Regions from separate parts of the Mus musculus genome. Here regions 2, 3, 4, 5 and 6 are each linked to region 1. Evidence: chromatin contacts called from public HiCAR-type and promoter capture Hi-C data. All regions are on one chromosome and are shown on one strand. Each heading gives the region's core, a stretch centred on a gene start, on an enhancer-like site or on the middle of the called end of the contact. The rest is flanking DNA. Distances are from core to core; before and after follow the strand shown. Region 1 holds the start of Tra2a (transformer 2 alpha). Region 2 holds the start of Zfp398 (zinc finger protein 398). Region 3 holds the start of Zfp212 (Zinc finger protein 212). Region 4 holds the start of Osbpl3 (oxysterol binding protein-like 3). Region 5 holds the start of Zfp746 (zinc finger protein 746). Region 6 overlaps Osbpl3 (oxysterol binding protein-like 3).

Region 1 (4,599 bases), core at 1,226-3,725:
GTCTAACTACCATGTAAATAACTTCAACACATCATTCAAACATCTCTCTTAGGAAGCTGCCCTCAGACACCTCTACAGGCAATGATAAAGGGGCATAGCAATTATGGTCAACAGGGGGGAAAAAGCATACAACCTCCCACCAAAACAAAAAAAACAAAGCACTGTATTTAAATACTTAGCTGCTTTAAGAAGAGGAGTGGTACAGCACTTGCCTGGTATGCAAAAGGCCTGGGTTCCACTCCCACAAAGCTCAAAAACAACAAAAATCAATATGAACCCCCCCACAAGCCTCTAGCCTTCTAATTCTTTATGTAATTACAAGTCTGTTCAATCATAATTTAAGAATACAAAACAAAAACTGTTACATCTTAAAGAGCTGTAACTGACCCTGAAAGCGCTGATGTAAACTGAACCACAGGTACTGCTGTACTACTAATGGCAGAAGAGAGGGAGCTAGAAAGTCCCTATCTGTTAACTAGGTTGTTAATACCTAAATAAACTGAAAAGTGGATAGGAATCTTCAATAATTTGTGGGAAGGTGGTAATTATCCACTACTCCTTCCACTAGAGGACAAATGGGAGAACCAGAGCAGCAATCAGAGCCATCAGAGCAACACTGGTACAAGTCCCACAGACTAAACCAGGAACAATAACAACAAAACAACACACCCAAACCCCAACCGTCTTTTCCTAATTACTTAGTTTCACAAGTAATACAACTACGTGAAATATTTACTTCATAGTCTTTAAAAGTTGTTAGTACAATAAAACAATCCTAAAAATAGTAAGCAGGTTCAACTCAATCGTTGTGTGCAAATTTCATTCAAATAATCCAATCAAAGTTAAATGTAGTTATGACCTTGTCCTAGTGCATTAAATAAAAAAATAAACAAACAAAATGCACCCTCTTTTCTCAAGATCAAAACCCTAACTGACCGTATATGACTTGACTGACAGAGTACAGGTGTCTAAATCCCGAGCTTCCAAAAGGGACAAATTCTTTCCTTCAGCAAAGCCCTCCAGCGGCTTTTTTCCACCCGCCCCTCCTCCACTAGAATACCAACACAACTGCCAGCCCTCGAGTACCATGGGACTTTTGTTTCCCTTTTTTTTCCTTCCATGGTTTTACCAGGACTCACTTCCATTAATTTCCAATACTAGGGTAACTTCGGAATAAAACTCAAAAACCGGTAACGTTCTAATAATATACTCAAGCTTTGTGAATATACGGTTTATACTCACAAGACCTCAGATAACCAAAGTCTTGAGTCCCTTTTCCGGGGAATGGGTGAGAAAAACGGGGGAGGGTCTGTAAATTTCAGGTATAATCTTTTGAGTTAACAATGATTAGCTTTTTTCTTTTCTTTTTTGAAAACTGAGGCAAGAAATTTGTTCAGTTACGTAAGGTTTAAAGTAAGATGTCTTGGCAGTTTAGCCATAAAGATCTGTAAAGGAGTTTTCAGAGGAATGGTCACAGGAAGGAAAGCTTTGGAAGTTGAGACATAAAGAACCCAACATCTAGCTGTTAGGAAAACAGGCGTCACTGCATTTCCACATTCATTTAGAAGCGAAAGGAAAGAGGACATTAAGGGGAAAGGCTCTTGCGTAGTTTTCCCTTCCCCGCTCGCTCTCGTCTTAAGGACTCTTAAGGGTCGCTGCGGTCGTTGACTAACCACTTCACTGGGCTCGTCCCACCTTCAACCTCAAGGCTTTCGCCTTTACAGACGCGACGCCGCCGGTTCCGACGGAGACGCGGCCGCTCACTGCAACAGAGAGCCAAGGAGACAACAGGCCCCAGCTAGTCCCGCGCCAGCGATTCCCCGCCCGGACAGCAGCCCCGCGCACTTCTGACCCCGAGACCCCGCTGCGATGGCCGGAGGAGGGGTGGTGGTGGCCCGAGATGCCACCGCAGGAAGCACCTACCACTATCCGGCCGGAGGGAGCGCCCCGCCGCCTCCTGCCCCACCGCGCCGGGGACCCGCACCTCGGAGCAGAGATGGGAAGCTGAGAGGAAAGGGAGCGACAGGAGAGGATAGGACCAGGCCAGGTACCAGTCAGCCGCCAGAAAGGAGCGCTGCGGGCTAGTGGGGCATCTGGGCACGCAGGGGGACCCCGAAGCCATCTTGGGACGTGACGCGCTCGCGGTGGCCCTCAAGGCTGCTCCTGAGGGCCCCGCCACCTCGCCCGACCGACCGCGCTCGTCCCCGAGCCCCGGAGCATCGGGCCGCCGCCGAAGACGGCTCCCGCGGCTTTGTACTCACTCTGCCCTCGAAGTTGTTCTCCTCTACATCACTCATGTCGGCCAGGCGCTCCCGAGAACTAAATAAGAGATATGTCTCGGCTCGAGGGCCGACGGCCTAGTCACCGCGCTGTTCGGACTGTGGGGAGGAAGAAGGCGACGGCTACAACGGCCAGTGCGTTCCACTCCCACCAGCTCGCACGTTCAGGCAAAATGGCGCCCGTGCCGCCAGAAACCTCCTGGTGTCCCCGGCGCCTGACGTCAAGGGGCGGACCTGTGATGACGTCGTCGCGAACCCCGCCTCCGCCCCGGGAGGCTTTGTGTCCGCCTGGCCTAGCGCGGGAGATTGGCGGGTTTCAAGAGCTTGCTGTTTGGCGTTGGGTCGGTTTGTCCTCCGGGTGCTGGAATTAAAGGCGTGTGTCATCGCCTGGCTTTGCCTGTGGGGTTTTGTTCTTGAGTTTTTTTGGTTTTGTTCTCTTTAGGTATGGAACTCAGGTCTTTCTTGCATAGCAAAACAAACCAACCAAAAACAAGCAAACAAAAACCCAACAAACAAACCGACTTTTCCAGCTGAGTTTTCCTTATCCCCAGTATCTGCCCCCCCCCCTTTTTTTTTTTTTGGTTTGGTTTTTTTACAGAGACAGGGTTTCTCTGTATAGCCTTGGCTGTCCTGGAACTCACTTTGTAGGCCAGGCTGGCCTCGAACTCAGAAATCTGCCTGCCTCTGCCTTCCGAGTGCTGGGATTAAAGGCGTGAGCCACCACGCCCGGCTAGTATCTGCCCTTTTAAACGTTGAAATAACAATATATACACAGATGGGGTTATACTGAAAAGCCATGAGTTTCTCACTCTTCTCTGCTTCCAAACCTCAAGACAGGGTTTCTGTGTAACCCTGGCTGTCCTGGAACTCCCTCTGTAGACCAGGCTGGCCTGGAACTCACAGAAATCTGCCTGCCTCTGCCTCCCAAGTTCTGGGAATAAAGGCATGAGCTCCCACCACAGCGGGGGGCATTTTAATTGAAGTTCCCTCCTCTCAGGTGACCTTATCTGTGCCAAGTTGATAGAAAATTATCCAGCACACCTAGCATGTACTAGGCTCTGGGTTTAGTCCTCAACACTGTAGAACATGTAAATAAATAAAAATAAATTGGGGGAATATATTGTTTGGCAACATTAGTATCCATACTTCTTGCTCTAGAAAAATAAGGAACACCAGCACAAATAATGAATTCACAAAGACCTGAAATAGCTGGGTGTGGTGATCTGTGCCTGTGATCCCACCACTTAGGCGTCTAGAAGGAAGGACTGTTGGAAGTTCCAGCCAACCTGAGATATAAAAAGAGAGCCTATCAGAAATGTCAGAGAGCTAGTTATCAAACTCTTTAAAAAAAAAAAGATTTATTATATGTAAGTACACTGTAGCTGTCTTCAGACACACCAGAAGAGGGTGTTAGATCTCATTATGGATGGCTGTGAACCACCATGTGGTTGCTGGGATTTGAACTCAGGACCTTCAGAAGAGCAGTCAGTGCTCTTAACCGCTGAGCTATCCCTCCAGCCCCCATTATTAAACTCTTAATGGTTTGGACTCAGCCACAACAGGAAGATTTATGTTGTGAATATCAGCAAATCATTTTTCTTCCTCTTTCTTTCAGAGAGCTCATTATTAAATACTTACCCTTCTATTCATGTAATATCATGTAAGTTAATATGTAGTGTTATTTTGTAAGTGCATTTAGAACAGCACATTCCTGATTTACTATATTGTTGTTTCTTCAATTTTTTATTGGATATTTTCTTTATTTACATTTCAAATGTTTTCCCCTTTCCAGGTCTCCCATTCTGAAACCCCCACCACCACCACCCCATCCCCTGCCTCTGTGAGGGTGTTCCCCCATCCACCCACCCACCCACTCCTGTCTTCCTGCCCTGGCATTCCCCTACACTGGGGCATCAAACCCCTTCTCTCCTCCCACTGATGTCCAACAAGGCCATCCTCTGCCACATATATGGCCAGCGCCATGGGGCCCTCCATGTGTATTCTTTGGTTGGTGGTCCAGCTCCCTGGGAGCTCAGTGGGTGGGGGTGGGGGAGAGGTCTGGCCTGTTGTCACTGTTGCTCCCTCCTTGGGGCTGCAAAGCCCTTGTGTGTTTCTTTCTTTCCTTTTTTTTTTTTTTTTTTTTGGGTTTTTTTTTTTGTTTGTTTGTTTGTTTTTTTGTTTTTTTGTTTTTTTTTTGGTTTTTCAAAACAGGGTTTCTCTGTATAGCCCTGGCTGTCCTGGAGCTCACTTTGTAGACCAGGCTGGCCTCAAACTCAGAAATCCGCTTGCCTCTGCCGCCCGAGTGCTGGGATTAAAGGTG
Region 2 (4,599 bases), core at 708-3,207, 1.4 Mb before region 1:
AAGTTTCTGTGCATCATGTGAATGCAGGAGGTGGAGACCAGAAGAAGCATCCCTCATACATCCCTCATCACGTCGTCCTGGACAAATCTCATACCCAGAAACCTTTCTGCCTCCTGGATGTTCTACCTCCTATTTAAGGCCATAGGCTTTTTAATTGACAGGTGATATATGCATACAATACACAAGATATTCTCTCTACACCACTGTTTTAGAGGATGAAACATTTAACAGCTTGGTGATGGCATCATTATTTTGAACAGACAGAGCTAGCCCTGATGCTTGGTGGGGCTCAGTTGAATGTGTCTTGCTTATCCAACCTTTGGGAGGTAGAGGCAGGAAGATCAGGAGGTCACAGTCATCCTTCACTACCTGGGCTACATGCCTCAAAAAGTTAAAGGATTAAGGATTGTTTAGTCATACAAATGTTCATGTTTCATATCCATAGGAGCATCTGACAACTAGGAGGGAAACAGAGAGTTTGGAAATTAGTCACCCACCCCCTTAAAACAGGGTTCCACTGTAGAGCTCCAAATGACCTAGAACTTGCTTTGGAGTCCAGGCTGGCCTTAAACTTACAGAAAGTTTCCTGTTTCTGCTTCCTAGTGCATGGATTAAAAGCAAGTACCATCATATCAGGCTTTATTCTTGCTTTCTAAGGCCTTTTTTTGTTTTGTTTTGTTTTGTTTTGTTTTGTTTTGTTTTTTGTTTTTTGTTTTTGTTTTTGAGACAGGGTTTCTCTGTGTAGCCCTGGCTTTCCTGGAACTCACTCTGTAGACCAAGCTGGCTTCAAACTTATACAGATTCACCTGCCTCTGCCTCCCAAGTGCTGGGACTGAAGATGGGCATCACCACTGCCAGGCCGAAGGCCACATTTAAAAATTATGTCTTTTAATAATAAAATCACTAATTATTTTCCTGAGGTCAATTATTTCTCTCTATCTCTGTCTCTCTCTTTCTTTCTCCTCCTCTTCTTTCTTCTTTTTCTAGTTCATTCCATTATAGTGATGTTCTAGTTTAGAGAACGGTAGTTTTAACTCCCAACTATGCACCATCTGACCACAGTTCATGCTCAAGTAGACTCAAAGTATACACAAGATATTGCTTTGTATGTACACTATAAAGACTCACAGTACACTCAAGTGGTAGTGGCCCAGCAGGAAGATCCCTATACTGTGGGGGCACTATAGACAGTCTACTGTTGAGGGCATTGAATGGATTCATTTCATTTACTGAGATAAATGTCTGAGAAGACTTTGGTTCATACATGTTTGAAAAAAGAGAAATACTGGAAAGTTATGGCTGTGTGATTATCTTTCTGCCACACAAGCTGTTAAACACACAACTCTGTCTTTTGTTGGTCCTTAGTCCAGATCCAGCAAATCTAACCACAAGCTTTATTTCTGTTGGCTCAAGTAGTCCACTTGTCGGTGCTGGTGAGTGAGCTCGGCAGAGGATCTGGGTTTGGCTCACAACTGTGTGTGTAGCTCCAGTTCCAGGTTATCCTGCATCCTATTCCGGCCTCCATAGGCAGTAGACATCCAAGTGTAGAGAAACATTTATACATATAAAATTAAAAGAAACAAATCTTTATAAAAATTCTACTTCTCATCCAAGCCCAAGTGAGACAATAATCAAAATAATCAGAATCTCTGGTGCCAATACAAGTCATATTTGTAATTTCTACGAACGATATAACTCCATCATTCCCACCTAGCTCACTCTGGTAGCCGATTACACTATCGTCCAGCCTGGACACCGCTCCCTGGCTCTTAAACTATGTAGCATCTGCTGGGTCTTCTCAGATGGATGGGAAACCCGAGTAGGTTGGATCTGCGTTCACCAAAACTCTTTTCTCAGAAGCTGACCTCTGGGAAGGCGCTCCGGATGCGGGGGCCGCCAGGGGGCGCGCTGTCCCGGGAGGACCGACCGGAGGGGGGCGCGTCTAGGCCGGCAGAGCGCCTGCAGTACTCGCTGCCCACAAAGCGCCAGCTGAGGGGCGGCTGCAGCCGGTGCGGCGTAGGCTGCTCGCTACTCAGCTCCTCTGCGTCCCAGCGCCCCCGGAAGCCCGATTGCCGCGCGAGTCCTGTCAGAGCGAGCAACGCGAGACCGCTTCTCGCCGTCTGCCGAGAGCACTGAGCAGCCGGGCCTGCGTGTGGTGGCGACTCCCGGGACAGGACCGGGCAGCGGAGGGCCATGGCTGAGGCGACCGCCGCTCCGGTAAGGGCGCTGATGGACGGGCGTCTCTGTCACCCGGGCCTCGGGGGAGGCGAGGGAGCTGGGGACGGCAGCGGGCCTTGTGGCCCGCGTGGGTCTGCGGCTGTCGTTTGCCCCGCAAGGCCACCGCGGACCGCAGCGCCGGGCGACGCCGCGGGACCAGGGTCTGCAGTTTCTAACCTACACGCGCCGCGGTGCTCCGCGTCAGCCCGCGGAACGGGGAAGTGGGCTCGAGGTGTTTTTGCAATCCACCAGCCATTCTGTACAGCCGCGAGAGCTGTCGTTGCTAGGTGCGGCAGGACAGTCACCTGCGTGGCGGGGAAGGTAAAAGCCAAGGTGTGTCCTTATGGACTGCGTGAGGACAGACAGCCTCGCGCGCCCGGGAGGGCAGGCTGTGGCGCCGCGGGGACCTTGGAAGGCCGACCGAGCGCAGGCTTAGCCAGTAGTGCAGTCGTGCGTGTGCTTGTTTGCTGCAGGCCTGCAGTGGGCCCAGCCGTGCATGCACCAGAGATGCCAGGGCTACCAGGACAACCCGCACAGTCCCTGCACACAGCCATTAAGGAAGAGGGGATGGTCGTTTAACAGAACGTTCTGATTGGAAAGTATTGCTTTTGTTTGCCACCTAAGAAGGCTTTGGTCAGCTCAAAGAGACTTTTTAAATAAGTCAGAAGTCAGGCAGGTCTGCAGAGGAGTAGATAGGAAGTAAAAAAGAAAGAAGAAACCAGGGGAGCAGCGGGGAGGGGCGGGGAATGGAGTAGAGGGGAATACCCTTCAAGTTTAATTTTCCCCCAACCCTTAAAAAAGATAGTAGAGCCCATGGTGTATGCTATAGGTATATGCCATGCTGAAAACTGTCACATACTTTTAGTTCTCTAGTAGTCATGTTTAGGAGGTTAAACCATGATGGTAACATGGTGGCTCACAGAGGAGTTTAAAATAGGAGAATCAGAAATTTTAGTATATGCTTGGCCAAATAGCCAGAGTGTGTGTCTTTAAAAAAAGAAAGAAAGAAAAGAAAAAAGTAAAAAAAAAAGTAAAAAGAAAGAGGAAATTAATTTCAGTTAATTCAGTGAAATGTTATTTAGCTCAAAGTATAAAAATATTTTAATAGTAATATTATAAAACTATTAATGAGATTTTAAACACAACACATCTCAATTGAACTGAGCACATTTAAAGTCCTCAATAATCACTTGGACTCAGTGACTTTGGTACTGACCAGGGCAAGACTGTTTTATGAAGAAGAATTTGGAAATACTGATATTTTTAATTTTAATTTTAAGAAATCTTTTTAGGGGTTATGGAGAGATAGCTCAGCAGTTAAAAGTACCAGTTGCTCTTGCAGAGGGCCCCGAGTTGATTCCTAACATTCACATGGTGACTAACAGCAATCTGTAACTTTAATTCCAAAGTATCTGATGCCCTCTTCTGACCCTTGAGGGCACTGGGCATGTAGATGTTGTCACATATTTACATGAAGGCAGGATACAGATACACATAAATAAATCTAAATGATTTAAAAATATTTTTATTCTTTGAAAATTTAATAGAGTGTATTTTGACCATTTCACCCTACTGCTCCTAACTCCTCTCAGATTCACTCCTCCCTCCCTCATAGTGTCCCCAGTTTTGTGTCCTTTTTAAAAAATGATCCATGAGGTACTTCTCATATACTCCTTGGTGTAGGGCATCCACTGGAGTTTGGTTGATTTACCAGGGGCCACAACCTTAAAAATTGGGTTTTCTCTTCCCCAGAAGCTATCAGTTGTCTGTAACTCTGCAGTTATGAGTGGGAGCTCATGCCCCTGTCCCTTTCAATGCTATAGTGTTGACTTGCTTGATTTCATGCAGGCGGCCATAGCTGATAAGAGTTCATGAGTGCAGTAGTCCTGTCATGTCCCGAAGAAACTCTTTGGATCCAGTCCAACTCTGGATTTCAGAGTCTTGCTGCCCTTTTTCTTCAATGGTCACTGAGCCTTGGGATTTGGGCACTGCCTCATTTCTGTTGAGCACTTCATTGACAACTTTTTATTACTGTTGACAGTTTTTTGCTACTGCTACCACTACCACCATTACCACTACTACTACTTCTACTGGGTCTTCTTGAGACAGAGTCTCACCTATGTAACCCTAACTGACCAATGTGTAGATCAGGCTGGCTTGAACTCACAGAAGTATTTCTGCCTCTGTAAGTGCTAGAATCAAATGCATGTGCCATCGCACCAGCTGTCTTTTGTTTTGTTTTTGGTTTGCTTTTTAGTGTACTTTATAAGTTAGGAGGGCTGGTATTCAGAGTTCAAGTGGAGAGACTTGCTTTAAATAAAATGAAACATCTTTCTTTGAAAAAGAAAGAAAGCATTTTCTAATAGGCTTGATGTGGGGAGG
Region 3 (4,599 bases), core at 684-3,183, 1.3 Mb before region 1:
TTGAGGGGCTGGGGTCATTGGATGCCGATTCATGGGATAATAAAAAGGGAGCGACTGAATTGATAGGTAAATAAAAAACTGGGTTTTTGATCTGCAAGTGATGAGCTATCCAGAGAGTTTTTAGACTAGCAAGAAAAAGCTGTCTCAAGCAGAGAAGAACACAGGGAGTGTTCTGAAAAGCTGTCTTGAACACATAGAGAGGTCTGGAAAGCCATCCACAGCAGAACATAGGCCGTCAGCTTGGACCCACAATTTGACTTTGAGTCATTTGTTTCACTGTTCCCAGACACTCCTCCACTCAGAACACCTCTCCAAGCTGAGGCTAGTCCTTGTCACGTAATTAAGCTGTCTTGGTCAATAAATGGTCTAGATGATCGCTGTCCCAGTTCTGATTCTGTGAAGTGATTAGAAGTCCTTCTTGCTGCCATTGAATTGCTTAAGAGGATCCATCTGGTTCTTACAAGATGAGGTCTGCTCCAGGGTACAGCTTCACACACAAGGATAATTGCCCTTATCTGAGACATGATCTATCCTTTACACTCTGCTCTTCCAGGGATTCAAGGTGACTGCTGGTTCAGGACAATGACTTACCTCTGCCTTCAGCTTGAAAGGGGATGAGATGGGACAAGTAGACACACTCAACTGATTGACACGGTTATGGAGTCAAGCAGGAATTTGATCCAAACAAAGGCAACAAACAAAGATAAAATGAAGGCACAGACACACCCAGACTGCTGTGGGGGGCTTAAATGAGTCAGCGCTTTTAAAAAAATTATTATTATTTTAATATAAATGTAGGTTTTTAAGTGCCTGTTAAAACAGATGCTGAGAATTTTTTTTTTCAGCAGGCCATCGGCTTGGGTTCTAGAGAAAGTTGTTAGTTGTAGTCAGTGTAGACAGGGATCATTTGCAGAAAAATGAAGAAGGGACCAGTCTAGTGAGAGTACTTGAATTCTTAGAGGAAGCTATTCACACTTAGTGGAAACTCATGTCATTCTCACTCAGCATGTCCAGGACAATGTAATGGAAATGAGGCATTTGAGTACTGCAAGTACTGGGTTTGGGGGTGTTGTTTGGATCAATGTCTCTTTAGATATTTCTGGCTAGTCAAAAACTCACTATATAGCTGAGGCTGGCCTCAAACACCTGAGCGCTGGGGTGGTAATGATGTGGCCAGATGTTTCCAAGCCAGAATGCAGAACACATTGCCTCTAATACCCTGGCACCCTGGCATGAGGACTAGGTTATTTATTTAGTTTTTTTGAGACAGGGTTTCTAGCCCTGGCACTCACTCTGTAGACCAGGCTGGCCTCGAACTCAGAAACCCATCCACCTCTGCCTCGCAAGTGCTGGGATTAAAGGCATGAGCCATCACTGCCCGGTGAGGACTAGGTTAATTATTTGTGATTAAGGCTATCTTGAATTCTGCAATGCAAGTGATTACCATAATTAACACTCTATAATGGATTGACCAGAAAAAGCCAAGTCATAGGTGAGCATGGAAGAAAATCACTTGCCTATGAGAATTCACCTTTTCTTTAGCTTCAGCTGTGTTCTTCCCTCACAGAAAAGGGTGTACACATTTGTACACATTTTTTAAAAATTATTTTTATTTTTGACAATTGCATGCAAGTCCAGAACGTATGGTGTTCACATCCACCCCCATTAGCCTCCTTTTCTACTAGTCCCCACGCTCTCCTCCCTACGCCTTTCTCTCTCTCTCTCTCCTTCCCGCGCCTTTTTAAACTTGCACATATTTGAATCTCTTAAAGCATTTCGCGGAGTGCAGGACTCAAATTCAGAAAATGCTCTTGATTTTGAGAATCCTTACGCTTACACCCCACACTCAATGACTGAATTTCCAGGCTGCTGTTCCCCTTCCAGGAGCACAGTGGCGCAACAGAAATACCGCGCGGTAGGAGGAGCCGCTGCCGCTCTTCTTGGGGGTGGGGAGCGCTCCCAGAATGCACCTTGTATCAACACGGCGGCGGCGGCGGCGGCGGCGGCTTCCAGGAGGGTGAGGACGTCTGGCGGAGCGGCGTACAGTTCGAGCAGTATCCCGCCAGTCGGTGTTGTGGGGCGACTGCGACCATGGCGGAGTCGACGCCTACTCGGGTAAGGTGCTCCGGCCGGCTCGGGAGGGCCTTGGGGGAGACAGCGCCCTGCCCGGGGCGGGGCTTGAGGCGCTCGGTCGCAGGCTTGGTTTCCTCCGCGGCCGTTGGCGCCGGCGGATGCTGACTTCCCTCCCGGTACCCTCGCCCTCCGCCCGCCCGCCCGCTCGCTTGCTCCCTGGGTCCTTCTGCGTCAGGCTCAGAGCCCGGATGCTCTGCGTCTTTCCGCAGAAACTTCTGCGAGGCTTTTTGAATTGTTTGTGACTGCGCCCACATATTTTCCTGCTTCGTGCCAACTAGGGACTCGTTTTCTGAGTTGGAGTGAAGGCGCGGGATAAAACCCTGGGTTTGGGTTGTTGCCTTTGAGCTCAGCTACGGAAGACCCCAGGACTTAGGGCTTCTCTCCGACCAGTGGGGCTCTGCTCCGGTTGCCATGTTCTGCCATAGCTATCTGTACTGAGTTTGCAGCCACAGGTTGAAGCCTTCTCTCCTTGGGGACTGGTGTATTTGCTGTTTTTGTTTGTTTGCTTGCTTGTTTTTTGTTTTGTTTTGTTTTTACAAAACTGTGGGTGCGCATTGTTATCCGCTTACCGCCTCTTCCAGCTGTCTCTCTTTTCAGAGAATGTGAAGACACTGAAAATTGGTTTGAGGAATATCTTCCGTAACTCAGCGTTCATCTATCTATATATTCAGTGCATGGTCTTCGGAAGGCAGTCTATGCTCACTTCTCTAGGCCTTTGTCTCCTTAACTTGAATTGAGAATGTTGAGTTCCTTGTAAGCATTTTTACGTTTTTTTTTTTCTGGCTCCAGTCTCCTCATACTGTGTCACAGTAGAGGTTAACATAGGAAAATAGGATAGATGGACCTGAACTGGCTTTTCACTGTTGAGACAGAGCCTCACAGGCTGTCCTTAAGCTGATGACAATCTTCCCGACTCAGCCTCCCCAGTGCTAAGTTTACAGGTGTAAGTCATTCTGCTGGGGTTTGTTTGGTAGTGGTTGTGCTTTGAGGCAAACTCTCATGTGCCCCAGCCTAGCCTATCTGAGAATGACTGTAAACTCCTACCTCTGACTCCCAACTTGCAGATATTACAGGCATAAGTATTTTTCTTGTCTTTTTGTTTTGTTTAGTTTTTGTTTTTTAATCTTTCAAAATAAGGTCTTACTTTGTGCCCTGGCTGCCTGGAACCAGTTAGGTAGACCAGGCTGGCTCTGAACTTGGAGCAATCCTACTTGTGCATCCAGGTGTAAATAAGAGACCAGGAGTTAAACAGACCCCCTGCAGGGTAAGCAGATAGGGAGAGAGGCCTTGGCTAGGCAGACAGATTTCCAAGATGGACATTATCTTCCTGATGCTCCTGACTTGAGGCAAGACTGGCAGCTTAAAGCAAAGGCTTTTTAGTCTTTTGTCTCCCACCAGCAGGTCCCCTGCTGATGGACTAGCTCTACAAGTTCATGGCCTATTGCACAACAACTATGAGCAATCAGCCATCTTCACCTGAACAGCTCTAAATTAGAGGATGAAGCTCCAGCCTCCCAGATCTGGTAGCTTCCTGAGTTCCCCCTCCCCTGCTTTGCAGAATATCTTTTTCTCTGTCTGCTGCATATGTGTTTCCTCACTCCCAGGAAACACTTTTCTTCAACTGTGGATTCTGTCAGTAGTGTTTGAGATTTTTTTTTTTTTTTTTTTGATGGTACCTGGGGGGCTTGAGTTTTTCCCGCCTTTTAATTCTTTAACTGGCAGAGAAAACAAACACTGTCCAGACCCCTAGAAGTGTCTCATTTCCAGACTCCTGGACAGTACCAGTGGGCGGCCTATCGTTGTGCATCTTGGCTTTTTGGGTCCAGAAATACTTTGGGAATCCTGAGATCTTTTCGTGAAAAAGAGATGCAGTAAAATTTGTGTTGAGAGTTTTGCCTTGATTGAAATTCACTATGCTTATTCTAGGAAGTGGGTAAGAACTAATTAGAATGGATGGACTGGAGGATTTTCTGTGTTTCTTCTCAAGGAGTTACCACTTCACAGAAAACATGACTCTGGTGCTTATGGTGTTTCTGCACCTGGCTCCCTTGAGACCCAGATGCAGCCTGTAAAATAAGTGTTTTCTCTAGGTAGGTTCCTATTAGCACTAAAGTGAAGTGAGAAAGCCAACCCACTCCTTTCCTGGCCGTGCCCAGCCTAGTGATCACCAACAGAGCTCACTGAGAGGAAGCAGGAAAGGTCCACCAAGATCTCAGACTACACTTGAACTTAATCGTCCTGACATTGTAGAATTTATTTCAACTGTTTTTGAACATATTTTGAAAATATTTGTATTCTCACACATCTCTTCTGTTGAAGATTCTGTTTTGCTTGGCCACATACATGTCCTGGTAATAACAACTAAAAATAAAAAAATAAAAAATACTGAGAAAAGCTGTGTAAATAATATTTGAAATTTATAGTAAATCATAAACCCATCATTTTATGCAACAGTTCAAAAGTAGT
Region 4 (4,599 bases), core at 1,279-3,778, 1.2 Mb after region 1:
TCAGAGAGATAATGAAGACCTCGGGGAATTGCTACTGACCCCAGGCAAATTCCTGAACCCTGCTGCAGTCTCCTCCGGTGACAGAGCCTATCAAGATGGTGAAGATTATGACATAATTCGTCCTGTGCAGTCTGGTATTATCTGGCCTACAATGGGTAGTCATTACTGAAAATGGATCTCAGGAATAAAACGGGAACTTTTAGCTGAACAACATATCCACTGCCTGCAAAAGTGGAAACCATATTTTCGTCTCTTATTAGTAATTCAACACTGGGGGGAAGGAACTCTTGGGGGGGGGGCGGGGGGGGGCTGGGAGGGGCAACATTTAGGATGTAATTAATTAATTGATTTTTAAAATATAAGTAACCCAACAAAATAGAAAACAGGCTAGAGTCACAGTACAGCTTAATAACCTTAGGACAACTGGGTAACCTGCAAGAGCCTTAAATGCCTAAAGTGTGTAGCTTGGGTCAAGGAGACGGGTTGTTAGCAAACCTGGTTTCTACCTGAGTTTGCTTCCTGGATCCCACAGTGGGGAGGGAGGGAACTAGGGAGAGGGAGAGGGAGAGGGAGAGGGAGAACACACCAACTCCTAAAGTCCTCTAACCACCACACACCTGTCTAAAAAAGCACGGGGTTGTAAACACACATCTAAAATAGGGGACTTAAAAAAATCTAGCTAATCAGACAACTATAATATTAGGGATCATCTATATGTATCTACACAGAGCTCCCAGCAAATACCTTGATGGTTAGTGCATGCTCATCAGCAGGAGTTACTGCCATTTATTAATTTTTCCGATAAAAAAGGAAAAAGATGAAAATCCAAACCAGCCATGAAATCAATAGTCTCAGATTATGAAGAAGTTAACATTTACTCATTCCATAAATGTGTAGTGTGAGGCTGCAGTGTGGAGAGCTGCCTTCTCCACACTGAGGATGGACCGACCGAGAAATAGGACCTGGTCTCTGCTTTCCCAGGACTTCGCATCCTAGCAGCGGAAGAAGGCTGGCAGATGGAAAAACAAGCAGATGATTCCAGACAGCTTTAGGCTCTGTGAAGAGCTGCAAACAGGGCAGTGTGGAGTTGATGGACAGAATGGACATTTAGCCTGGATGCACTGCAATCTGTCTGAAGGTTTCTGGAGGCCAAAAGGAGGTCCTCACCTTGTATGATGCTTAGAGTGTTGAGTGTGGATGACCCAAAGTCAGAGCTATGCTTACCTATCTCTGAAACCATCTTCTGCAGCTACAGTGTAAATAAAATACACTACCCAAACGATCTCATCAAGTAATCAGATTCCTAGGGCACTGCGACATCGGAGGGGACTCCAATGCCCCAGCCCCGTTCCCTGACACAAGGTGAGAGACAACTTTATGTCCCTCTCAGCTCCAACAGTCTGGGAGGCGCGCGGCTGGTTAAGAAGTGTCTGAAGGACACAAGACAATGCCACGGGAGACGCCAGAGGCACCAATCACCCGCTGAGTGCTTGAAGCCCCAAGGGAAGGGTGCTCTCGGTCCCAGTGCAGACACTGTGGAGCGGTGTGACCTGACTGGGGAGGCCGAAGAGCGAGGTGCCTGCACCGCAGGGCCCCAAGCTCGAGGGTGTAGTAAAGCCTTCCTCCTGGCAGAATTAAGCAGGTTTCCTGTGCCTCCAGCCCGTCACAGCGCCAGGCTGTGCCGGGACAGCTCCTCTACGCGGCATCCTCATGCACCCGCACGCAGGCTCCTGAGATCCGCTCCTTCTCCGGGTCCATCCCCGCCAGGCTGTAACTCGAGGGGCACAGCTCCAGGGTGAGCAGCACCAGAGTGCTTCCTCCCAGAAAACTGGCGCTTACACGACAGACGACCTCCTAGTCTCAGGGCTGCCCCGTGGACCCGGGCTTCCCGGGACCACCACAGACACAGTCTGAACCATAGAGAATGGCTGCGTCCCCGAGCCTTCTCGGGGCCTCCACCACAGCTCAACCCCAGGCGGGCGGACGCCCTGTTGCTCACCTAAGTGTTCCGCTGCTGGGGACGCTTCTCGATTCCCCAGTGCGTGCTTCAGACCGAGAAGGACGCAAACCGGGCTTCTCGGGTCCCTGCAAGTCTCAGCCGACGGCAGTTCCAGCACCAGCCGCAGGAGACTGGGGCGCCGAGCGCTGCTCGCAGACAGATGGTGGGCGAGAGCCCGCGCAGTGCACCAGCTCTCCTGGTGCCGGGGTCCCTGGTCCCCTGCTACTGGCCGGTGTGCGATCCCCGCGACCAGTTCTCAATACTTCGCCTAGAACTTTAGGGCGCGCGCTGCCGGGCAATTAGCTGAAGAGCTGGAGCGAGGGGAGGGAGCTAAGAGGAGGAGCCTGAGTTCTCCACTGGGCGGAATAACGTGAAAAGGGCGGTGGAGGGGGGGCAGCAGAGTGGCTCCCACTCCCACCAATCAGGAGTCATCGGGGGAAGGCGGTGAGGCGTTGGACTTGGAAGCTGCAGGCGGATTCCGTGACGCCAGCCAGGGTTCAGGGCGTGTGGAGCGGTGGAGAGTGATGGTAGGTGTGGCTGGGCGGGGCAGCGGCTCCCAGCATCCTTAGAGTAGTGTGTGCCCCTTAGGCTTTCAATAAATATTTAGTGAATGACTTAGGAGGAAGTTGAGGTTCGCGCGAAAGGAGCTGTTTTAAGGAGAAGATTCCAGGGGACTAAAGTAGTCCAACGGACAATAATCACTTGAACACTGAAAAGAGCTGAGAATAAATAAGGGGGAAATATGTGGTGAGCCAAGGGTTAGACACAAGATATTAGAAACTGGTTCGGACTTTGGGGACCTGGCCCCCAGAAGCAGTTGTCCAGATTGGTATAGGGTTACAGAGGAGGCAGGAAGGGAGAAAGGTGTTGTTGTTGTTGTTGTTGTTGTTGTTGTTGTTGTTACAGTTCCCGTCCATAGGTTAGGAAAGAAGATGCAGTGTAGTTTGCGATCGAAACGCAGGAGCATCTGGCTAGATGTCCAGGCCCATCCGACTTCACCGCCCACTTGCCAGAATCCTAGCTTGGATGTCAGCCACTGATAATTTGAGGTCAATTTGCAAACCGCACATGAGTCCAGCGCCGCAGGTGGCCCGGTGGGCAGGGAATGATGAATGCCAGGAACAGATGTGATCCTGCACCTGCGGTAAAGGCACACCGGGTTTCTGCCCTCTCAGAACCTACATTTTAGAGAGGACGCAGACGATAAACCAAAGAGAGTATATATATATATATATATGTGAATAATCAGGAAAACATTGGTGAACTGTTAGCACAGAGAGCGCCATGCAGAGAGCCTCCGAAGGGGTGATGGAAGAAGCTCAGGCCCCTGAAGTCCTCTGGGAGGAGGTTCTCAAATAGGCTCCCATAGCAGGAAGGACTCAGCAGCTCTCAGGCTCAGGAAACGCTTTCTGGGCACTAGGAACTGCAGATGTATTTAACCCCTTTAAGATCCATCTGGCCTGCCTCACCGAACTGGGCATGTTGGCTCCTTTGGCTCAGCTGCTGACACTCTAGATGTTCCAGAGTGCCAAGTACATGCCTCCACCAGCGGCTGACCGTTGTCAGGCTGACCCTGTATGAACGTCTCTGAGGCTCTTTCTCACATCTGTATAAACCATGTTTCATTCACTAGGTTTGGATATTCACTTTCTGGAACCTTCCACGGATACACTCTCTGGAACTGTCTTTGGCTCTGCCAGGTGGCCGGGGAAGTTTGACGAAGAAAGCAGATTTTCTTGATGCTGTGAGCCCTAGCACTCGGCAATCCCTATATAAATGATGCAGGGCTTCCTAAACTACACCAAACCGGAAGGAGCACCGAGGAGCAGGCCTGAGGCACCTTGCCCACGCCCAGCTCAGGTGCCTGAGTCACACTCACTTTTTTTCCCCTCCCTACTCCAAATCATCTTGTTGCATCCAGGCCAGCTTTTCTACCGAATACATGCCTTTTATCCCACAGAAATGTTTTTGCTACAGGCAAATCCAACCTTTGGACTTTGTAAATGGTGTTTATCGTCTCCAAAGTTCACACGCCAGATTACACAATCACATAACTATATACATACACATATTGTGCTGAGCCTAATTCATAGTTACCTGGAACACAACGAGGTGGTAGCCTGTACCAAATGGCCTAGTAGCCAAGGCTGGACAGAAAGCTATGGTTTTATTGTTTAAGCTGGCATCCTGTCCTTGGATTTTTCTTAAGTTTCTTCCAAGCTGACTGTGTGTTCCCTGTTGGTACTGAAGGCAGTTAATGAGTCAGGATGAGAGATTTGTTCATATTCAAAGTGCTTTGCCTCCAAGAAAGAGGAATCTCAGCCAGTCTTTTCAGTTTCACTTCCTCTTCTAAATAAACTTCCAGGCGCTCCACTCCTACAAATCAAGAGGGGAAAGATTAAAGTTGAAACCCACGCAGAGTTAATTATCTTGCAAAAGCTCGTTACTGTCCTAAAATTAGCTTTCCCCACAGTCCTATTTTAGCACAACGATCTGAATGTACTAGAGAAAGATCAATGGTTGCATATAGTAAGTTTCGAGAGTCTTCTTCTCTGAAGAGCTGAACAAATGCTGTTGATCTTTCTAGAGACTCCACCACC
Region 5 (4,599 bases), core at 879-3,378, 1.2 Mb before region 1:
GGATAAACTATAATCTGGTGAGGAAGGCAGATAGTCATACTTTTCACATGTGCAACAACAATCATAAGACTGATGCATCCCTGTCATTGGGAGTGGCATAGAGGCTTTAGTGACTACCTACTGGGGATAAAGAACACATTTGGGTAGGGAATGGGAGGAGCTCTTCCATGTACATCTAAGGTGCAACCCACAGGGTAGATCAGAGATCCTGTCATGGGCGCCATTTCTGGTCAGTGCCTGAAGATGGATGTTTCTTATATTCTAGAAGAATATTCTTGAACAAAAAAGATTGGTGACTGTTTGCAAACAAACAAACAAACAAACAAACAACAACAAAAACAAAACAAAACAAAAAACCAAAAAAACCAAGTTCTAGAAACTAGTGTGGACTCATCTGAGTTGCTGAGAACCAGAAAATGGGAAGACATGAGAAAATGGGGACATGAGAGCTTGACCAGAGGCAGAAAAGCTTGCCTGGGTGGTGCTCAAGAGTTCCTCAGGCTGTACAGAAGGAAGGACACTGGCTCTGACTGGGGACGTTCAGTGGGTCTCAGATGGGTTCTGACTGGCAGAACTGTTAGAGGGAGCAAGTGCTGTGGAGGACACTTCTGGTCCCTTACTCCTCAGGACCAGCCCTGACTGGGATTGCCCCAGACTAGAGTCTATTTCAGACGTATCCTTGTACTTTGCCACCCATTCTCTCTGCTGCAATCTGTGTGTTACACAAAGACATTTGCACAAACATCTATCTTGTTGATGTCATTCTTGTTTAATTTTTTTTTTTAAATGGGGTCCATGGTCTTTGACCTGTGTAGTTGGAAGTAGGGGTTGTGCTCTACTGAAGCCTAGCACCTTGCTAACTTAAAGCGAAGGTGGGATAGTCAATTGCCAAACAGCTAGGGAAGCCAGTACTCTGAGACCGGAGTCACTGATGCCAATTCCTTCAACTCTTTCCTACCCATATGACGAAGCCCAGGCCTTCCCAGCCCCTTCCATTTCTGCAGCCTCATATCCAAAACCATATCTCCAGGCTTGTGGACCAGTTTTGCACTGTCCTGTGTCTGGCCCTTGCCTCTCTTTGCCCAAGCCCTAGAAACCCTAGCTAACTCAACTCACAGAAGCACAGATTACCTGGCTGGGCGGGAGGAGCACCAGAGTCTGCTAAGCACCTGCATTCGAACCTCCACCAGGTTGGCTACGACCTCTTTCTGTTCGACCATAAGGCTACTCGTGTACCTGGACTGCTTTCCTTATTACAGACATTGAACTGTGAGAGCACTGTCTTCCCACACTTTTCTCGCTGAGATTCTTGGCAAGTTAACTTCGTTGGGCCTTCAGCTTTTCTTTTGTATGAAATAATAACTATAATAGTTACTACCCCACAGGTTTGCAGTGCAGACAAAATCATGCCTAAACCGGGCTGAGTGCAGCGCCAGCCTGGCTGGACAAATACGAGCAGTCCTCGCGTGCCGCCTGAGGAGGGTTGGGCACATAGTGGGTGCTCACTGTCTACAGAATCGACGTCGGACACCTCCCAGGTGCCACCAGGCCGCTGGGGGGAGCTGGGAGAGGGAAGCACCGGCCCGGCGCTGAGGAAGGAGCCCGGCCCGGGGACGCGCAGACCGGGAACTTGGCGCAGGTCGGCCTCCCGGGCGCGGACGGCCGTTCCCTGCGCTCGGCTCCACCCGGTCCGGTAGGCCCCGGAGGACCTCGCGGCCGCCCGCCGCAGCCACAGGACCCGCAGGCCCGGTCTGGCCCGGAAGCCCTCCTGGGGCCTGCGGCACAGTGTGCTGGGCCCCGGCCTTCCGGGGCCCGAGGCCGCGCAGGCCAAGCGCGCGGGCCGCCCTTACCGGAGCCGCGGCCGCCTCGGCCATGGCCCTGCGCTGTCCTGCTCGGCGCGAAGGAAGTCGACGCCGCGGCGCGCGGCCCCACGCAGGCCCGGCTGCCGGGTCCTCTCCGCCGGCAGCGCCGCCCGGGCCTGCCGCTACCTTCCCCGCCGCGCTCCTCGCAGGCCGGCCTGCTGCCGCTCCGCCCGCAGCCGCACCGCCGCCGTCAGCGCCCGGCCGCTCCACACTGCATCCTGGGAGCCGGTGCCGCGGCCAGGCCGACGAAGGCCCGTGAGGCTTCCTGGAGGCAGCGCGGCGGCACAGCTCCACCTGCAGCTCGAGCGGCGAACGGCAGCGCCGGCACCCGCTTGCCGCCGCGCTTGGCCCCGCCCTCCTCACGAGGCCCCGCCTCGGCCCGACCTCCGACCACGCCCCCGCATATCGCCACGCCCCCCGCGGCGCCAGTGCTCACCAGCGATGTGCCACCTGGTTTGGCGGTATAAAACTTGGGGGTACGGCCTCGGCAGGCAGTGCGCACCCCGGCACGGTCACTTCCGCAGCTGTCCAGCTGTAGCACGCCTATTTTTGCCTTGAAATGGAATGAATGCTTCCAACAATAGAAATATGGCTTGATAAGTCACAGTAGGTTCTCTGTAGGATTATGTATGTGTGTTATAATAAACATTTTAATGACACAAAAAATGTGGGGTTTCTATAGTATGTATACTATAATAAACATTTTAATGACATGAAAAATGGGTTAAAATGCCATCGTTTAAAATCTTTTTGAATGCAGTTGGAGATACAGTTCAACGGCTAAAAGTACTTGCTGTTCTTGCAGAGGGCTGGGTTTCAGTTCCCAGCATCTCACCACAAGCTGTAGTTACCGCAGATCCAACGCCCTCTTGTGATATATCAGGTAAGCGTGGAAAGATGTTGAACGAGAGTAGTCCGGAACTACTTCATTTTGGCGTTAAAATGCGTAACAAATGTATAACAAGATGTGTGTTATCATGTGTATTATTCATGTTCATACAGTGTTCATATAAAAGGTTATGTCTAACAAAGTTTAGGTAGGTTTGGAAGCATGTCCATTAACGTAGTGCCAGTAGACCCCAGACCCCTAATTTTTTTCAATTCATATTTTTGTTTTTTAATAACAAGGAAAGGAAGAAAAAAGTCAAAATGTAAAATTTCTCCAGAAGCCTAGTGTGGAGCCCCGTGTGGCAAAGAAGATGTATTGCCATTCAGAATTGCCTTCCATGCCACCCCCTAGCAGGAGCCTGCAAGACCAGTGCCTGAGATCTTTTTGTTGTTGCCATTCGTTATTTATTTTATGATTTACTTTTATTTTTGATTATGTATATGCACACATATGTATGCAAATATGTGTACGCGTGTGCAGGAGGTCAGGGGTCTCAGGTTCTGGGAGCAACCTGGGAACTGAAGTTTTGTTCTTACTCTTAATAACTGACCCTCCTTCCCCAGCTCCCTGACTGTGCTGGCTAACTTTATGTTAACACAAGCTATAGTCATTTGAGAGAGGGGAATCCTTTTTTTAAAAAATATTTTTATTAGGTATTTTCCCTCAATTAAATTTCCAATGCTATCCCAAAAGTCCCCCATACCCACCCACTCCCACTTTTTGGCCCTGGCGTTCCCCTGTACTGGGGCATATAAAGTTTGCATGTCCAATGGGCCTCTCTTTCCACTGATGGCCGACTAGGCCATCTTTTGATACATATGCAGCTAGAGTCAAGAGCTCCGGGGTACTGGTTAGTTCATAATGTTGTTGCACCTATAGGGTTGCAGAACCCCTTAGCTCCTTGGATACGTTCTCTAGCTCCTCCACTGGGGGCCCTGTGATCCATCCAATAGCTGACTGTGAGCACATCCACTTATGTGTTTGCTAGGCCCCAGCATAGTCTCACAAGAGACAGCTATATCGGGGTCCTTTCAGCAAAATCTTGCTAGTGTATGCAATGGTGTCATCGTTTGGAGGCTGATTATGGGATGGATCCCTGGATATGGCAGTCTCTAGATGGTCCATCTTTTTGTCTCAGCTCCAAATTTTGTCTCTGTAACTCCTTCCATGGGTGTTTTGTTCCCAATTCTAAGAAGGGGCAAAGTGTCCACACTTTGGTCTTCGTTCTTCTTGAGTTTCATGTGTTTTGCAAATTGTATCTTATAGAGAGAGGGGAATCCTAACTGAGAAAAACAAATGCCTCCATGGCCTTGACATCAGCACCAACCTTCAGGTTTCTGCCCTGCTTGTGTTCCTGAACTACTTTCTTCAATGGTGAATGATGCTTTGAAGTGTAAGGAGGAGAAACCCTTTCTTCCCCCAAGTTCTTCTCATGGTGTGTTGCATTGTGGCAAGAGAAACCCTAAGTCACGGACTGAGATCTTAACACTTCCTTTATCCTCTCCTCAGCCTGCGTGGTCTGTAGGGGTGTGAGAAGGGATGGAGCCATTAGAATACATCCTTCTTATTGTGTAAAAATTGAATTTACCCTGGGGACTGCCCTGGGTGAGCACTTATTCTTAATATTTGAGGAGGCTGGTTCCCCAAATCTAATTTTCTTCTTTTCCTGCTAGCTCAGCTGTGTTCTGAGATCTCCAAAGTCTTGGGATTGCCTCTCAAAATAATTACCCGGATCCCCTGACATAGAGTCTGTTCTTCAAAGGATGAAGTCCACTCTTACCCTTACTACAGGGGACAGCTCTGGCATCTGCCCCAGGTCCTTTCCTATTGTTTCTTTTGGTACTTCTT
Region 6 (4,599 bases), core at 738-3,237, 1.0 Mb after region 1:
CGGTCGAACACCGTGCCTTCGATCTCGTGGGCATTAGTGCTCCAGTACTTAGCCTAGGACGCAGATGAGAAGTCTGGGTGGGACTCTGGTATTCACTTATTACAGGTATTGTGAAAGAAAAAGGAAGCAAGATAAAGATGTGAGGCCGGGTGTAGGGGTGCTCTTCGGTAAGGAAGGCAGGAGTTCAAGGTTATCCTCAGCTGCAAGGTGAATGGATCAGAGGCTGGCCTTGACTTAATGACGCCGCGTCTCCAGGGAAAGGAAAAAAAAAAATAACGCCACAATAGTGTTTCTATATGGCCCGTTCTGGGTTGTTTATTTTGTAAACAAATACAAATTATATGTTTTTATCATCTAAAAATATTTTAAACTATGTACACATTGTGGAATGGCTAACTCAAGCTAATTAGCATGTTTTTACCTCACATTTATTTAGGTGAGAGCACTTGAGAAAGTGGTTGGCAGTTTTCAAGTCTATAGATACATTGTTAATGGCTCTCTTGACTTTGCAGAGAGATTGTATCCTTTGATCAGTAATTTCCCTAGGCCTCAACCCTACCTCTGGTAACTAACACCCTACTTCCTGTTTCTAGGAGTCAATATTTTTTGTCCCACTTACAGATGAGGTCATGGGGCATTTTTATGGGCCTGGCTTATTTCACTTTGCACAGTATCTACATTCCTTTATGTATATATTGCAAATGACAGGACTTCATTGTTTTTACGTCTGAGCCGTATTCCATTCTGCCTCGATGCCGTATCTAAGTGTTGATGGCCCCGAGGCTGATCCCTTTGCTCCGGTGAACAGCGGTTCCATGAACTCAGGAGTGCAGATGGCTCTTTGGGTCTTCATGTCCTTTGGCTGTCTACTCAGAGAAGCTTAGTGTTTTGAGGACCTCCATCCTCCCTGAAGGCCATGTTAACGCCCATCCCGTGGCAGTGTGCAGGGGCTCCCATCTCTTCAGTTCCTCTCAGCATTTTGGTGCCAGCTGTTCTAAGCAATGGTTTTACTTGGTATTTCCTGAATGACATGACGAGTGATACTGAACGTCCACTCAGCTGTTGGCTGTTCGCTTTTAGGGATGATTTTAAAGGTACTTTTGTTCCCCCTTTTCTGGGAGGCAGGCTCACTGCCACCTAGCTGTGCTTCTAGCTCTATTTGCCTTTGTTGAAAACAGTGGTGTGTGTGTGTGTGTGTCTGTGTGTGTGTGTGTGTGTGTGTGTGTGTGTGTGACAGCACACACATGGAGGTCAGAAGGTAACTTTCAGGGGTCACTTCTCTCCTACCACGTGGGTTCTGGATGCCAAGTTCAGATCCTGAAGGCCTGCAACCAAAGCTTCTAACCTCAAGCCCGGCTTGCTGCACTTTCCGTAGCATCTTCTCTGAGATGGGATCTTGCCATACAGCACTTACAATGTCCTCCTGCCTTACTCTCCTGAGTCCCCAGGGTTGGTGTGACTGGGGTGCACGTCCATACACTCCATTCACCCACTGTTTCCTTGCAACTGAGTTCCATTTTATGCTTTGTTCTTATCAGATTACAAATATTTCCTTTTTTGCATGTGGAAATCCAGTTGTCCCAACAGAATTCTTGAAGAAACTGCCCTTTCTCACCATGCGTTACTCGGATTCTTTTTGAAATCAATTAAATATAAACATGTGGCTTTATTTCTCCGCTTTCTAGCTTCCTCCCACAGCCTAGCTAGGCTCTGGATTTAAACAAAACCAAACCAACCAGCCAAACCAAACCAGAACAAAACTTCTGCTACCCAATGTAAACTGCAGTTAACTTCCTATTTGCAGCTTGTAACCCAGTAACGCACATTTGCAGAGGTGATGGACTTTTTCTACTTTTGTTTCACGTGACACAGGAACACAAAACTCAGTTCTTAGATTCTGCCAAGTATCGAGTACATTGCAAGTGCTATCTGGCCAGTGCATTAGGTGCTGCTCCACCATGTCACTGTGACTAATGCCTGGGAGCTTTCACTTCTGCAATTTAAAATTAACTCATAATTCTTTTTACTTGAAGAAAACAGTCATTTGCAGACCAGTTAAAGAGGTTGCATAAAATCGCAGTTTGTACTACTTCCTCCATTCTAGGCCCAGTCCAGCAGCAGGGCCCTTGTACAAGCTACTTCCTCAGTATCTATCAATGGTGGTCTGTGAGGCAGCCTGGCTTGTGGCTTATTTTGCCTCAGTCCTGGCTCATCCCATCTCCCAGGCCCATAGCTCAGTTCAGCCTTGTTTATGCAGTACCACTCGGCAGCCAGCAGAGGGAGCACTAACTCCCTAAAGGTGATGCTTCAGAAATCTCCAACTGCCTGGCCACCCTTAAAATTCCTCATGGACAGAAGGCATTCATTCCTCCATAAATCAAAAGCCCCAGCACTATTCCCAGTGGAAACAACAGCCATATTTGGAAAGCGGGAAATCTGAGTAACATTTCCAGGTCGTTTTCTGCCAGTTCCAGGCTTTGGTAAAATGCAAAGAGAGGTGGGACACATCAGCCTGGAGATGTGAACGGGGAAATTACAAAGTGAGTGCTGCAGCCATGTAAAAGTGACAGGGAAGAAAGGAGCCAGACCTTTATTGGGAAGTAGGGCTCAGATTTTTCCATTTACGATATTTATCAACAAATCAAATGTTGACGGCTAGATGGGAAGTCACAGAGGAGACAGCCATGTCCCCAAACGTGTCTGGCATCTGTGGCTGAATTATTTCAATGTCTGATGCTCATCTCCAAAACCAAACCTCTTTCCTGTAGAATGGGGCATGATGGTGCACACTAGTACTCTCAGTATCTGAGGATGGATGCAGGAGGACTGCTCTGGGTTGGAGGCAAACCTGGACTCAAACACATTAACGCATTCTTTCTCTGGTCCCGGAGTAGACGGTAGCTAAGGAAGTGAGCACACTCCCTTGAGCCGATGTGGACAGCTATTCTTCCTGGACTAGAGGGACACATTCATGCCCCAGGTTGCCTTTGGCTTCTTTCTGAAAAACACGTAGGCAAAGTTTTCCAAGTATTTTTGTACTTTGAAATTTTCTACGAAGTACTGTCATTGCTGGTTTTATGCCTGTCTGCAACCTCATTTGACTTATAAATTATCATAAAAAACCCAGCCAACCTCACAAATGCACCCTGTGGGTTACAGGTGGTGCAGAGGATCCGGTGAAGTCAGACTCAGGATTTTGATCGCAGTCAGGTACAAGCATCTTTGACAAGGGTTTTTGCTCTCAAGCAACTTCATATACAAGAAAGCTTTAAAAGAAAGAAGACTCTAGGAGAGAAAGGGGTGGGGCGAAAATCCAAGAGGTTGGAGAGAGACCCTACGTATGTTCTTGCATCTGTGGCCTTTCCATTTATCTGTAAGGTTCCGAGCCTCTGTGCTTTGAATCAAGTGGCAGTCAGGGCTGGAGGATGAACAGGAACAAGCAGACTTTCACTGTTGTGAAACTACGGGTGTGGAGCAGAGAGACAGAGAGACAGACAGACAGACAGACAGACAGGGACAGAGACAGACAGGTAAAGAAATAACGAGTAAGCTAACTAACTCCAGTGCTAACAAATATCTTGAAGAAAATTTGATCATGAGAGTTGAAGACAGAGTGAGGTGGTGACATCAGAAGAGGAGGCTGGGGAGGGGGAAGTGAGGCAAGAGGGGCCAATGTGGTTGGTGGCTGAGGAGGCAGACAGTGGTGAGAGGGCAGCAGGAGCTGGGAAGGAATGAGGGTGTGTGTGCACGTGCCTCATGCATGTGCCTCACGCATGTGAAGGCCCTGGTATGTGCGTGCATTACAGGGTTGAAAGTGGGCAGTGCTGATGGTGCAGAGCCTTGCAGGCTACTGAAAAGATGCAGACTTCTACTTAAAAAGAGAGAAGGGATGTTGGGGATTGGTTTGAATGTTTTGAATTAATCAGGGAATCTGCCTGTCCAAATGCTAAAGGTCTTTGTCCCCAATTGCTTTCTGATTGATCAATAAAAAGCCAACGGCCAATGGCTGGGTGGAGAGAGAGGGGCAGAACTTTTAGATTGCACAGGCTAGGAACTGGAAGAGAGGAGAGGAGAAGCGCCAGGTTTTGGAGGGAGACAGATCCGATTTAGAGCTGCAGAAGGAAAATCATCCGAAATGTAGGTAAGAAGGAATGTGCACCCCCCCCCCAGAAGGGCTGCCCAGAAGTGTCTTGGGCAGAAAAGACCAGGGGGCCACCCAGAAGGAACAGGGCAGCAAAGATAGATCACAGATTTAGAGGGCGTTGAGTCAGAAGTATTGGAGGTAAATCTATGATAGCTGGGCAGAGGATTAGAACTGTCCAGCCTTTGAGTTAGCCAAGGCATTTAAAAATTAAGCTAATGTGTGTGTGTGTGTGTGTGTGTGTGTGTGTGTGTGTGCGTGCGTGCGTGCGTGCGTGCGTGTGTGTGTGTGTGTGTGTGTGTGTGTGTGTGTCTTTTATTCTAGGATCCAAAGAGCTCCTGGGCAGGTGGCTGGAAGTGCGCGACCCCCCTGGAGCACAGAGCGGTCTATCCCATTTTACCGCTACAGAGGGAAAAGCTCTGTTATGGGACAGCTGGTCATGTCTTTTCCTGTGGTAA

The links. Promoter capture Hi-C pulls out the DNA fragments that hold promoters and counts their contacts. HiCAR-type assays count read pairs that join an accessible place to other places.
Region 2: a contact with region 1 is called in a promoter capture Hi-C map of the HPC-7 cell line. The contact joins the promoter of Zfp398 here to the promoter of Tra2a in region 1. A contact is called at or near these places in 2 of 39 promoter capture datasets (the HPC-7 cell line and embryonic stem cells) and 2 of 9 other capture datasets (liver and pancreatic islet).
Region 3: a promoter capture Hi-C map of pre-B cells shows a contact between it and region 1, with 2.2 times the contacts expected there. The contact joins the promoter of Zfp212 here to the promoter of Tra2a in region 1. A contact is called at or near these places in 2 of 39 promoter capture datasets (the C10 cell line and pre-B cells).
Region 4: a contact with region 1 is called in a promoter capture Hi-C map of liver, with 3 times the contacts expected there. The contact joins the promoter of Osbpl3 here to the promoter of Tra2a in region 1. A contact is called at or near these places in 2 of 39 promoter capture datasets (liver and pre-B cells).
Region 5: a HiCAR-type map of astrocytes shows a contact between it and region 1, with 4 times the contacts expected there. The contact joins the promoter of Zfp746 here to the promoter of Tra2a in region 1. A contact is called at or near these places in 4 of 39 promoter capture datasets (the C10 cell line, the HPC-7 cell line, liver and 1 more) and 1 of 115 datasets of contacts at active chromatin or transcription factors (astrocytes).
Region 6: a promoter capture Hi-C map of pre-B cells shows a contact between it and region 1, with 4 times the contacts expected there. The contact joins the enhancer-like site here to the promoter of Tra2a in region 1. A contact is called at or near these places in 5 of 39 promoter capture datasets (the 3T3-L1 cell line, 3T3-L1-derived adipocytes, the C10 cell line and 2 more), 2 of 484 Hi-C or Micro-C datasets (B cells and pre-B cells), 2 of 115 datasets of contacts at active chromatin or transcription factors (astrocytes and embryonic stem cells) and 1 of 9 other capture datasets (macrophages).

Annotation. Positions count from the first base shown.
Region 1 is chr6:49,261,577-49,266,175 of GRCm38.p6, forward strand. Tra2a (transformer 2 alpha) reads right to left here and starts at 2,476. Exons shown (of 8, transcript NM_198102.2): 1 at 2,262-2,476. The coding sequence starts at 2,297.
Region 2 is chr6:47,833,704-47,838,302 of GRCm38.p6, forward strand. Zfp398 (zinc finger protein 398) reads left to right here and starts at 1,958. Exons shown (of 6, transcript NM_027477.3): 1 at 1,958-2,217. The coding sequence starts at 2,194. It also overlaps a transcript of Zfp786 not described here.
Region 3 is chr6:47,918,635-47,923,233 of GRCm38.p6, forward strand. Zfp212 (Zinc finger protein 212) reads left to right here and starts at 1,934. Exons shown (of 5, transcript NM_145576.2): 1 at 1,934-2,115. The coding sequence starts at 2,092. It overlaps Gm52899 (a long non-coding RNA gene), which reads right to left. Exons shown (of 3, transcript XR_003956427.1): 3 at 3,808-4,494.
Region 4 is chr6:50,453,826-50,458,424 of GRCm38.p6, forward strand. It overlaps Osbpl3 (oxysterol binding protein-like 3), which reads right to left and starts at 2,529. Exons shown (of 24, transcript NM_001347213.1): 1 at 2,000-2,529.
Region 5 is chr6:48,084,465-48,089,063 of GRCm38.p6, forward strand. Zfp746 (zinc finger protein 746) reads right to left here and starts at 2,129. Exons shown (of 7, transcript NM_001163475.1): 1 at 1,851-2,129. The coding sequence starts at 1,874.
Region 6 is chr6:50,303,109-50,307,707 of GRCm38.p6, forward strand. Osbpl3 (oxysterol binding protein-like 3) reads right to left here. Exons shown (of 24, transcript NM_001347213.1): 21 at 1-53. Among named protein-coding and RNA genes, the nearest start is that of Gsdme, 44 kb to the left of the region's middle. Within about 2 kb of position 1,988, at least 97 of the 459 cell types and tissues checked have an H3K27ac peak or open chromatin away from gene starts, as enhancers often do. A contact at or near this core is called in B cells, macrophages and pre-B cells, where this site is marked.